2 separate regions of the Gossypium hirsutum genome follow, and region 2 is linked to region 1. The links are chromatin contacts, called in public Hi-C maps. All regions are on one chromosome and are shown on one strand. Each heading gives the region's core, a stretch centred on a gene start, on an enhancer-like site or on the middle of the called end of the contact. The rest is flanking DNA. Distances are from core to core; before and after follow the strand shown. Region 1 holds the start of LOC107962486 (small ribosomal subunit protein S13, mitochondrial). Region 2 holds the start of LOC107962490 (ubiquitin-fold modifier 1).

The links. A called contact is a pair of places that touch in the nucleus more often than the background predicts.
Region 2: a Hi-C map of leaf shows a contact between it and region 1, with 2.2 times the contacts expected there. The contact joins the promoter of LOC107962490 here to the promoter of LOC107962486 in region 1. A contact is called at or near these places in 3 of 34 Hi-C or Micro-C datasets (cotyledon and leaf).

The regions. Positions count from the first base shown.
Region 1 is chrA06:6,694,608-6,701,108 of Gossypium_hirsutum_v2.1, reverse strand. LOC107962486 (small ribosomal subunit protein S13, mitochondrial) reads right to left here and starts at 4,206. Exons shown (of 4, transcript XM_041114996.1): 1 at 3,994-4,206; 2 at 3,194-3,421; 3 at 2,945-3,115; 4 at 2,093-2,514. The coding sequence starts at 4,062. The coding sequence ends at 2,945.
Region 2 is chrA06:6,824,441-6,830,941 of Gossypium_hirsutum_v2.1, reverse strand. LOC107962490 (ubiquitin-fold modifier 1) reads left to right here and starts at 3,418. Exons shown (of 4, transcript XM_016898898.2): 1 at 3,418-3,601; 2 at 3,716-3,813; 3 at 4,908-4,940; 4 at 5,392-5,657. The coding sequence starts at 3,534. The coding sequence ends at 5,459.

The sequences.
Region 1 (6,501 bases), core at 2,957-5,456:
TCCATAATAATGACATGTAGGTTATCGAGATTTATCTGTCTCATAGGAAGTAACAACATTTTCTTAAGCCTTAGGAGAAGAGATTTTCTCTCCATTATCAATATAGCATAGAAGAAGAGATTTTCTCACCAAGCTCGGATCTCCATCATTTGTCGTTAAATCAGCTTAATTTTTTTTTATATGTGCTTCTCTTCACCTATAACTCTTTCTTGGTCATTGGGATCAACGGGCAAGTCAACAGACTATCTCCAACTCTTTGACCCAAATTCAAACCTTTTTTTTGCTTTGATGTTCTCTTCTATTTTTTGCAGATTTTTCTTTGTTAATAGTCTGATATTTGGCTCAATGTGGTTTTTTTGTGCTTATTGATTGTTGTTTGCTTGGGTTTTTAGTTGATTTGAATATAGGTTTATTTGGTGAATGAGTGATGTTATTGGTGAATGTGACATTGTTTGCTAGTATCAGATCTTGGGAAATGTTGTTGCAAATTGAAAGTTGGACTAATGATTGTTGCTATGATAATCTTCCATTATTTTCCCATTCTCTTGTTTAGTTTGATAGATGATGAGCGACTTATTGAATCTACTTTCTTTTCTTATAGTTCCAAGAAAAAATGAGACTTATTTTTTAAATTTATATTTAACTAACTATTTGAATCATGTCCATTAAAAAGTGCGGATGAAGCTTGAGAGAGGAAGTGTGCTTTAGAGAGGGTGAGTTGAGAGAGACAGGCGAACAATGAGAAGAATGGAAAAAATAAGAAAAAAAATAAGGGAAATAAGGGAAGAAAAAAAAAGGAAATGAAGTAGAAAAAGATTTAAAAATAAGGTTAAATTTTTTTAAAAAAATTTATTTAAATGTGATGAAGTAGATGACACGTCAGTATTTAACAGCACAATTTATGTCACATTAGACTTCCATATACCACTAACGTCGAATAATGACATAATGATCAAAAAGTTACAAATCAATAAAGTCATTGATCAAAACATAATAAAATAAAGTTCAGTGACTAAAACATAATTTAAATCATGCATAAGTAGTTTTATAGTCTACCGAAAATTAAATTTGGGAATAGGTGATGCGAATGGTATAGATGAAATAATGAGATATCATCTCTGAATAAATTTATTTTGCACACACTTAATTCTAAAATTTGTCTTAAATTTTGTGTGCTAGAGAACAAAATTTATTTATAACAAAATAACATATATCTATTTTTTTTAATTATTTTGAAATAATGAATCAAAGTTGTAGAAACTAGAAAATAACAAAACAAGCAAATTTGCTTCTTTTTTTTTCCGTTGAATAAGTTAATTAATACCATAAGCACAAATAAAAGAAAGGTTAATTTTGTCCTACCAATTTCTTTTTACTTTCCATCAGTACAGGAAAATAGTTTTTCCACCACTTATCAATGAAATCACTTTCTCTTATTTTTTAGAAAGTAACTTTTAAGAGAATGTTACATTCCAATGAAAGTAAATTAATATTTTCTTGCCAAACAATAAAATCACATTCCAACTAATTAAATTTTTTTGGAAAGTGATAACATTCCGTCATATCAAATGGCCTCTAAGTTCTTTACTATGAACATATAAGCCCTTTTTATCTTCATGACTTCAAATAATTTTAGAACCATCTCTATTTCATGTAATTTTATCTTCAAGCCTTTATATTATCACCGAACTTGTATCCTTAATTTTAAGTCTCATGTTTGGAAAAGGATTCTTTCAAAACATGCTGCCCAGTTATCTTACGTGGAATTGAACTTTTCTATCTTGGAGTCTTCTAAATGTATTGCATCATGTAGATAGATATTGTATAAATATCCAACTTAAAAAATAAGAATACATACAAAGTTCAAATTTGTCAATGATAAAACTAATGCAGAGACGAGTTGTGGCTTGTCATGTGGGCACAACTTGTACCATAAGTCGTAGTGTAGTAACAATTAAATTGTCTTTTTAAAAATTTATCTATATATGGTGTTTAGGCTAGTTATGGTCTTTTTAAGAGATTATTTATAATCCAAAAGAGAAATTAGTTTATTCTAACAATTAATAATTTATTAAAAATAAAGTTGAAAATTAAAAAATAGGAAGAAAAAAAATTGTTTTTTAGTGAGCTCAGTACGCGATACCATAGAAAAGCCGTAACATTTTTGTAAGGAAACCAGGCTTAAAATCTTCGTGTATGCATCTTTTATTGGAGTTACCAATCTTTGCCTCTGTAGAGTTGTCTCACTTTCATCAGATATACCTTTTAAGTAATCTGTGCTCTTTAGATTTCCCAGCAATTGAACTGATGATAAAGGGCATTATTCAACTGTTTGCGTCTGCAAAAGATAAGCTCAAACTGGCCACTTTATGCCTTTGATTCGCAGCTTCCATAGCAACAAACTTCATCTTGGCCAATCGATATAAATAAATGGGTCTTTGGAATTAAAATCGGGGGGAGTTTCAGACTCTAGGTGCTCAATGCGGGTTATACAGTAGCGCATGCATGCCGAACCTAATAGAAAACCATATCAAATGGCATCAAAAGAGCTGCCTACATGACACTTACAACTTCTATTGTGTTGACAACCTGAAAATAAAGTAATACTATCCTCGGTAGTTTTAGACCAATTTTTATGATGTTCATGTAAAAGTAAACAGGAAGCATCTTGGCAGTGCTAGAAATTAATGATTGACGATCACATAACAGTAAGACATGAAGAAATGGCAGATGGTACGACATCAAATCCATGTTCTAAAAGGATTCCATAAATAATAGCTAAAGGGTATTCAATTATTCCACCCAACATAAGAAACTTGAACCAGTTAGGTTAAACAATATGCATAATTGGATTCAATTCAAGGGGGGAAAGTTATTGAGCTGATATAGCAGGTCTAATTGAAAATTTTCAAAATAAGTTGCAACTTAAGGCGAGAAATTAGACCTAAGCATAAGAAGCTCTGTGTCTTTCTGAAACAGCAGTTAGTCCCTTTTTTGCGGTCCGGGAATTGGTTTTTGTGCGCTGTCCTCGGCAAGGCAATTTATCCTCGTGCCGGATCCCTTTGTAGCATTGAAGACCTTTCAATCTGGTTATGTCCGCATTGATGCATCGCCTCTAAATTACCAAAGAAATGTATAACATTTGAGAACGCAAGTTTTATCAAGCAAGTAGAGAAGGGAAAAAAGTTCATACCAAATCTTCTCCAATGATGTATGTGGAAGAGACGTGCTCGCGAAGAGCCATGAGTTCTCTTCCTGTCAATTCCCTAGTGAGTTTGTTATCTATATTGAGCTCGCTTAAGATCTGGCGAGCTCTGCTACGACCAATTCCATAGATGCTCTGTAGAGAAACTGCAATGCGCTTGTGGTCTGGAATTTCAGCACTTCCCACACGAATGCCTTGTACTCTTATTCCATGAAACTGCATGAAACAGTGAAAGAACAAAAGTTCCCAGCAGGTACCATAAAACATATAAGTTCTTTTTTTCTGAAAACAAATGAAACCCTGATTTCAACTATCAAACCGAGTTTATCCCAGATGAACTATATACTTGGCCTACACAAATGCACAACATAACTATAAGATCCTATCAGGTTTGTTGCAGTTCAATGGGAAAGAAAAAAGAAACCCAATTTAACAATAACACCATTAAACTGATATAAAAGTCTTGACTGGTTAATACCAAAATCTAATTTACATATTGTTTTAAGAAAAACATTTACTTCCTAGATTTCAACATGTTAATGGAACAAGGACAAAAAAATATCAAAACCAACTTCTAATTTTCCTTGATTAAAAAGTGTAAATGGAAAAAGACTAATAGAAACAGACAGATCCATGAACCCAGAAACCCAAAGCTGATAAACACTAATTAGGAAATCATTAGTTCTAAAAATGATATAATCCTAATCCTTGGCAAGAGGTCAATGGATGAAAAAAATTCTTAAGATCGTAAATATTATGGATATCGAGAAATAAGGAGAGGCACTGACCGTCATGGTTTGAAGGAGGCGATGACCGACATCAGATAGTGTTCCGACAGAACACCGTAACCCCAACATTCTTAGACGCTGAAAGAGTTTAGATTTGACGAGAATCAGAGCCTGCAACTTTGGTAAGAGGGATTTTTGCAAGGGTTTTGTTTATCATTCAGGACTTTGGGAGTTCAAAGAGCAAAGATCCACTTGGGCTGTTGAGTCTTGGGAGCGCCGATGAAAACTTAAAGCATTGATCTGTTTGTAGTCTTGCCCTATAGCCCAAACCTTTTGGATAAGCCCGAGATTAGTCCCTCTCCTGGGCTATGACGGCTAAGTTTTGACATGTCTTTGCCATGCTAATTACAATGGAATAGTATGAACTTTATTCACTTATATATATATATATATATGAGTTGAAAAGAACGACCAAATAGTTTACTTTATGATTTATTATTAGTTATTTAAATGTTATTATATTGTTGTATTTTTCCTTTATAGTAAGTATTTTTATTAAATATTTTTATTTTAAGTGTGAATTTTAAGTTTATGGTGATATTTTAGTGATTAGGATTAGTTGGAATGTTATATATTATTTTTAAGTGTTTGTAAAATATATAGTTTATTTTTCAGTTAATGTTGTTAGTATATTGAGATATTATTTAAATGTTATTATATTATTATATTTTAGTGTATTGGAATATTATTATAATTTAGTTTATTTGTTATGTTGTTGTGAAATTTAGGGTATTAGAATAAAAAGTTAATATATATGATATTGCAAATTATGTTGTTTTATTACTTGGAGTTAAATTACAGAAACTCTAAAGATGGCCACTAGTGGAAACTTGTTGAGATTTAAGGATACATATATTTCTACACGTCAACATGAATCAGTAAAATCTCGTAATTGGAAACTTCTTCGCATGCCAAATATTGTTTTATCTTAATTTTATATTAGCAAGTTTTTTTTTTCAAAAAACTGGAAATAATCAATATATTTGTTTAATTACAAGTACCTTTACAGGCATAACATCCAACATTGAAATTTGGGTATCGAGGAACTCATACAGCCATGGAGTCATATCTCAATGAGTTCGAGTTTTACAATCTGACTCGTGCTCGATATTAGAAAAGGATTCATGCATTGGTTATGGTGTTGCAGGTTTGAGATACGCGTATTCCATTTTCTATGTGGAGAATGCACAATCACATTTGAGGGCATGATTCTACAACTTGGCCTTTCAAATTGAGAACCATGTTGCCAAAAATGATGTAATTTATAAGATCTACAACATGTACTTGGGCAAGCATTTGGAAAGCAAATACGCAAAAGGTCTTTGTTTGAATATGACATAATTAGAACAAAATTTTGTAATGAATGATTGATCAAGTCTCAACAAATTATGCTCATTGCAAAATTTGCGGTTGATAGGAGAGATGCTAATGTCTGATAAATTTGGTAATTTATTTCATGTGGCATATCTCCCATTGTTAGCCTATCTACAAGAGTGTAGGGGCTACAGTTGGGGTTCAGTTGCCTTTGCATTTCTATATCGGGAGATGTGTCTATTAGGATTTAGTGTTTTAAGTGTAGTTTATTCATCATTTGTACTTATAATTGTATGAAAAGACTAACTTAAATAAAATCCCACTATTCACTTTAATGTTGTTTGTATTTGTCATTGACAGTTTTTACACATAAAGCAAAATGTAAGCAAACATTGACTCATTGATGACCTAATGTTTAACTAATACTAAGTTGCATTATGTGGTCAGATTGTAATGCGAGAAGATACCTTATATTAGTAGGTAACCTAAAAGTTCCATCGTCTGATAAATTGGCATTGAGAAAATCGATTAAAGGACAGTATGTCGTCTATCAAGTCCAAGAGAGATACATTATCTAGGGTATCTGAGCGGTTGACTCACAAAAGATAGAAACATGAATGTAATTGTCTGAATTAACAAGACCCAAGTTTAATTAATCCTAGGTCCATTTATGGATTAATTCATTTGTGGCATTCATAGTATAACTTACCTCAATATTAAGTGACTTACCTCAATTCTGAGTAAGTTGAATTATCTAATTTTTTACTAATTTTGCATTTCATCTCCACTAACATGATGTCATTTTTGAACATTATGTTAATCAAACTTTTAGACTCAAAGATTACACTGAAATTCGTATCACGAATTCGACTATTACAATTCACCGCAACATAAAATTTATGACTATTTTTTATAGAATTCCTATATATAATATCGATTTAAATTAAAAAAATTAATTAATATATAACGAGTAAAAAATAATATTTTCCTCACTAATATAATATTTTTAACTAAAACATAAACATTTCTCATATCATAATACAATTATCTCAATAGATTTTGAAATTCGAACAACACTACATTGTTCTATATTCAAAATACCATTATGCTAATTAAATATTTTCCTTCACCATAGATATACAACAATACAACAATGTCAAAATTCGAACCAAAAAAAAAAGACAATGTCATAAT
Region 2 (6,501 bases), core at 2,169-4,668, 130 kb before region 1:
TGTTATACCGGGCGGTTGTTCTAGAAAAGGTTAAAATATGCTATATGTCCCTGCACTCTTTGTACTTTTGTTTCAAAGAATTTAGTGATTCTACCTTTTAGATTTCAGTATTTAGTCCAATTGCTAACCCTATTATTTTTTTTTGTTAATTTGAAATAAAAAAAATGTACTCACTTTGTAACTATGTAACTAAATAAAATGATATTGTAATGAACTCGAATTTAACAATATTAATAATTGGCCTTACATCTTTAGATTCGAAAAGTAAAATAACTAAATTCTGAATGTATAAAAAGTAGAGGCACTTGGAACAAAATTTAACCCTTATGAAATGGTGCAACTTGACTAATCATGGGAAAACCTAGGAAAATTAGTTGAATTGTTACATTTTCTTACATGACCTTTTGTCGTTGGTTGGATAATTCCATCAAGTTTTAATTATATGATAATGGATAATTATCTCCATCTTTTGTTATAAATTTTGATTTTTTTTTCTCTCAAATGATTGATTAAAAAAAGAAAGGAAAAGGTGGTGATCCTTTCATAAACTACATATCTCAAGTAAAGGAACATGATGAGATTTTAAAAAAAAAAACTATTTAAATTTAATTATAAAAATATGTGATATAAATATAAATACGTAGTTTTTAATATGTTAAAAATAATAAAAATGAGTTTATTGAACTAAACTAGATGCAATCTGTATTTAATATGATGTAAATTTATTAGTTTGAAGGATGTTGGTAAAATTATTATGGAGGTCCCTATACTAAAAATTAAATTATATTTTGTTTCTTTTGTTTAAAAAAATGGGTAAATTAGTTTTTGTACATTAGATCATAGAATAAATTAGTTCTTTTGTTAAAAAATTCATTTATTTCTACTATTAAGAACAAATATGTCATCCTGAGATACACATGGCATGTCAGGTGTCATTATCTAGTTATTTCATTAGTCACGTCAGTTTTTAATAGTACAGATGTAATTTTTAACAAAAAAATTAATTTATTCTTTGATCTAACGTACAAAAACTAATTTACTCATTTTTAATAGAGAAAACTAAATGTAATCTAACCTGTAATACGAAAATTTTCGTAATACTTTTACCGAATGATGTCATGCGAAGTTCTATATAGCATTTAAAAGCACTTTCGTGGTGCTTTAAATTCTTGGGAAGATAATAGCTTTGGGTAGACCAAAAGCTTCTAAATCTTTCAATGGATGTATTGTCCCACGTGCTTAAAGGATGTTTCATTGAAGAATCCCTTTCTTTTTTCTTTTTTTCCATCCTCCTCATCATAAAATCGAGAATATCCTCAATCAATTGAGTTAAGCTTCAATTTTTTTTTATTAAAACACTATTTTACACCTAATATAAACATAGCTCTAATAATCTTAATTGAATTATGAAAGATAATTGTTAAGTACGAATAAACTGCACTTAAAAAAATCTAAAATAATTTCAACGATCAACTAAGTTAAGTTTTAAGTTCTATATTTTATTCAAATCTCGTTAGATAATCTTAATTTCATTATGAATATCAATGGTTTTCAATGAGGTATTAACTTAATAGTAAGGTTGAAGTTTTGAAAACTCTGAGATTCAGGATTCAAGTTTAACTATGTGTAAATACCATATGTAAGTTCTCAATCAAAATTTAATTTAAGTTTTACGATATATGAATCTTGTTTAATCATTATTCTGATGATCAATTTGATGATGATATTGCATGTATTTGTAACCTAAAAAATGGATGAAAGTGAAATGGTAAGTGCAAGGAAACTAGATACACTGAAAGAAAACTCCATGAACCAAAAATAGCTTTACTTGAAGGAAGGAGATGAATGATAGAGTAAGTGGGATGGTGAAGGACCATGTAACATGGGAAGGGTCAGACCAGAATCTAAGGCTTGGCCCAGCCATTGTGCCATTGGCTCCATCTTCCATGTTCTCTTCTCTGCCTTCCTTTTTCCCTTTTTTATTTTCTCCAAAAAGTTCGAGCTGACTACATACATTTTTATGACTTTCATATATAATTTTATGGTAATCTCCAAAAGCGCATAATTGGGTATCATATCTTCTTCATTGGGCCCTCAAAGTACTAAAGCTAAGGGCATTGCCGGCCCATCTCAACCTAACACCCCAACTCAAGTGTTTCTCAATCATTATTAAATAGAAAATATCTGTCAATTGAATCTTAATTCGGTTGACATTGGTCAGTGAATCTTAATTCGGCTGATATTGGTATTATTATCAATATAAGAGACTGAATCATATATATTCTCTTATTTAAGGGTTGAGAAAAAAAATATCTTAAAAAATTTGAATTTAATTTAATTGATTTTTTTCGTTAAAATGAGTTGGAATTTTAGAATTTGTAATTTTTTATCTCCAAATTTGAGTATTGACTTTGGGCAAGCAACATAAAATTAATTTTTTTTAAAAATATTTGGATAATGTGTTTTTAATAATTCATGAAATTGTAGTTCCTCCCTAACCCATAAATAAAAAATAATGTGTTTCAATGCACTCGAAAACACATCCTCTTAAATTGATAACAATGCTCATGTTAATCGAACTAAAATACAATCCATATTCATTTACTTATTTTTTATGTGTAGGTTATATGTTGATGAATTTTTTTAAAATCATATAATTTATTTGTCATGTTTATGAATTTATAATAAAACATGTTCGCAAACCATTAAAAATATGTTCATAATATAATAATTATATTATAATATATAAAATAAAAAACACCAATGATAAAAAAAGTTATTAATCTAATCATAATATTCGTTATTTTATACAACTGGATAAATGAATAGAGACCATAAAAATAAACTATTTATGAATGAATATCATATATTCATTTTAAATTGCTTCATCATCGCTTAAAATTTTTAAATAGACTTATATAAAATTAAAAAAAATACAAAAATAATTAAAAATAAAGATATAATTCTTAAAAATTAAAAAAGTTTCTAGTGGCTCAATTTCAAAGTATCACATTATTACACTTTAATAGAATCCAAATTTAGGGATTAAATTGGATAAAAATTATCAAATTTTGAAACTAATGTGAACAAAAAAATCAGAGGCCATAGTTGGAAAAGTTACAAGTTGAGAGACTGGGCACTAAATGTTCCTTTATTCCTATTCATTTTTCCTCTCCAAATCTAGTATTTAATTAACAAACTTTAAGGACTAAACTGGGAACTCTGATAACGTTAGAGACTAAAGTAGGAAAAAAATTTAAGGACTAAAGTGATAAAAACGGTATACTTCAAGGACTAAAGTTTGCATTAAGATTTTAATTAATTATATAATCAGAATATTTCTAATCAAAGGTCCAGGCCCAATGAACCCAGCTCCTTTTTAGGCCAAAACCCAGCCCATTCGAAGTCGATTTTTTTCACTGTTTTTCATTTATAGCGATATCTATATATTAATTTCGAGAAATTTAATTAAAAAGATTATATATAATCAGATCTCTTTTTGTTGGGAAAATTTCAGAAAGCAAAGGAGAGAAATGGCGAGCGGAGGAAAAGTGTCATTTAAAGTCACTCTTACCTCTGATCCTAAGCTCCCTTTCAAAGTGTGAGTTCTTTTTTTTTTTTTTTGGGGGGGGGGGAGGGTTCGATCGCTTGATTTAATTTTCCCTAATTTTGGTTATTAATCTTGATTTTTTTTATATGATTTTCGTAATTGCAGGTTTAGCGTGCCTGAAGCAGCCCCTTTTACAGCCGTCTTGAAATTCGCAGCCGAGGAATTCAAAGTCCCTCCTCAAACCAGTGCTATCATCACCAATGGTAATTCAATTCGTTCCTTCTACTCTTTTTCTTTTTTGGATTTAAGTATTGATTTTGGTGATTTTATATTTCTTTCTGCATGTTTCAATTAAATCACATGCTTTTTTTTGTTAAATTAGGATTTGGGAATTGGAAGATGTAAACTGGCTTAGATTAGCAAATTTGCCCTTTTTTAAAGGAAATCGAAATAATTGGTGAATTAGGCAGAATTCAATTTAGTACAATCTGATTTTCTTAGGCAACTATGATGAAAAAAAATACGTGATCAAAATAATTGTTTTTCTTTTAATATTTTGATAGAATTGGCAGATGTTATATGCTTTTTTGTCAAGTGCAATCTCTTTATTTATTTTCTATTATGTTATTTAAAGTGTTTTTTTTTTAACATTTGGGCTATTTTTTTTTCTTAGCTATATTATCTTGTTCCCCTACTTAAAATTCATCTGTATTCACTTATTTGTGGCTGCAAACATTGTGTTAATTTCATGAGAAGTTGTCAACTATGGTTAAAGGCTATTCATTGTTTTTCAATGTGCAATGTTTTTTCTCCCTACCTGGAGCAAAATGGGTCATAAGTCAATCAGGGTTGTTCGGTCTTATTGATTAGTAATGACATGAGAGACTTGTACAGAGGAGCACATTACGGTGCTCCATTTTTTCTATACATATGGTTGTCATTTAGTTAGATTAGCTAAAATATCAAGCAGGCCAAGACAATGAAAAGACACTATATGCTCTTTAGCAAACAATTAAAAATGGCCTAATCAAGTTCATCATATTTGAAAGGATTCATTATCTTCTGCTTGAAATTTGGTTCTGTTTGTCGATAAATGATAGTTGGAACCGATTGTTGATAAATCAAAACTTTGCCAAGGTTAACTCTCCATAAGCAGCTTTGGCTCCATTTTTATCATTTACTTTTCAATAATCATAGTTGCAACTATGTTGTTTTAAATATAAATGTGTATATAGTTGGGATCAGCTGGGCATGTCAACTCTATGATGTTAGGTATCTTAATATGTTCATCCTAAATTATATGTTAGTTTCCACTTCATTTTATATTGAATTATATTATGTTTTTTTCTGAAAACAGATGGTGTGGGAATCAATCCTCAGCAAAGTGCAGGTATGCTGACACTTAATTGTTGTTGACTAATTTTAGGGTTTTAGAGCTTCATTTTATTTGCTCTTCTTTATCAAGTCTCCTGAAATTTTACCATTTTCTTTAAACTTTGCACTTGAAATAAGCATCGATATTTTCATTTTTGAGAATCCGGCATTTAAGATTAGTTTAGGATATCATTTAAGCAGACAGGCATTCCTGTGTCAGTTTCACTTTCGTTGAATACTTTCAGAAAAACTTAATGATGTGAATTGCAGCTATGTTAAGTCTATTCTACCTCTCTTCTCATGCTTGGTGTCTGTGTTGAATGTTCATCCTATTATGACTTATGTAAATAGAATCTCCGTCTAAGCCGGAAAATAAAATAGCTATTATGCGGTTACAACAATGAAAAGATTTTGCACTTTTAGTTTATGATTTATGTTTACCTATAACACTCGATTGGATTTGGCAGGAAATGTGTTCCTCAAACATGGATCGGAACTTCGCCTGATTCCCCGTGACAGGGTGGGAGCCTTTTGAAATAACAAAAACTTCATTTGTTATCTCTGAGTGAGAAGACTGGTTATGACTTTGTTTGGTTATGGATCCTTTGTTTTGGTATGTATGTTTAAACTTTTACTTGAGTGTAGAACATGACGGATAGCAAATTCTTTTTTCCCTAAAGAAAATATATAAGAGCAATAATAAAATAAAGACCCTGAATTTTGTTTGATGCAACTTAATGTTTGGTTTCATTTCATCTCGATGTTTTTTTATTGGTAACATTTTTATTTTATTACTTGATGTTTGAGCAATGTAATTATCCTTTAATCATGTGTTTAGTGTTCGATTTTTATTTTACGATACATTAAATGAATAAAAGGAAATTTTCAGAAGTCCTAAGAATTCTAAGAAAATCTCTAAAATATTAAAAAATTTCTATATTGAAAAAACTATAAGATTGTAATAAAAGAAAACTTTTGACATTTTAAAAGGGGATAATTTCATATTTGCCCTTTTTACTTTATCAAAACTTTTAAGTTTTTAAATGTTTAATATGCCTTTTATAACTTGTTCCGTCTTCCAAAAATGTACTTGGGTTTAACGGTGTTAAAGTATAACGTGTCAGTGCATTTGGTCCACTATAATACTACCACGTGAAACTTTTCTACAAAAATGAAATTCCAAAAAAATCTTAAAATATCCAAGTTTTTATTTGAAATTACTTAAATTATAAAAATGCAAAAGTTCTAAAATTTCAGAAATTATAATTTTTTTAAATATAGGTTTCTTTATTAATTCAATTTTTTAATTTATATAAAAAATTCAGAATTTTTTAGGATTTTATAATTCTAAAATTTCAAAATATATAAAACTTAATTGTTCTTTTTCTAAAATTATAAAAATACTTTATATAGATTAAAAATTCAAATTATAAAAACCAAAAGTATTCAAATATTACTTTATATAACTTCAAAATATGAAAATATTATTTTGTATATAAAATTACAATTTCTTCTAAAAGTAAAAAAAAACTATAAACTAATAATTAATTTTTTTTTCTAAAATTTTAGTTTTCTTG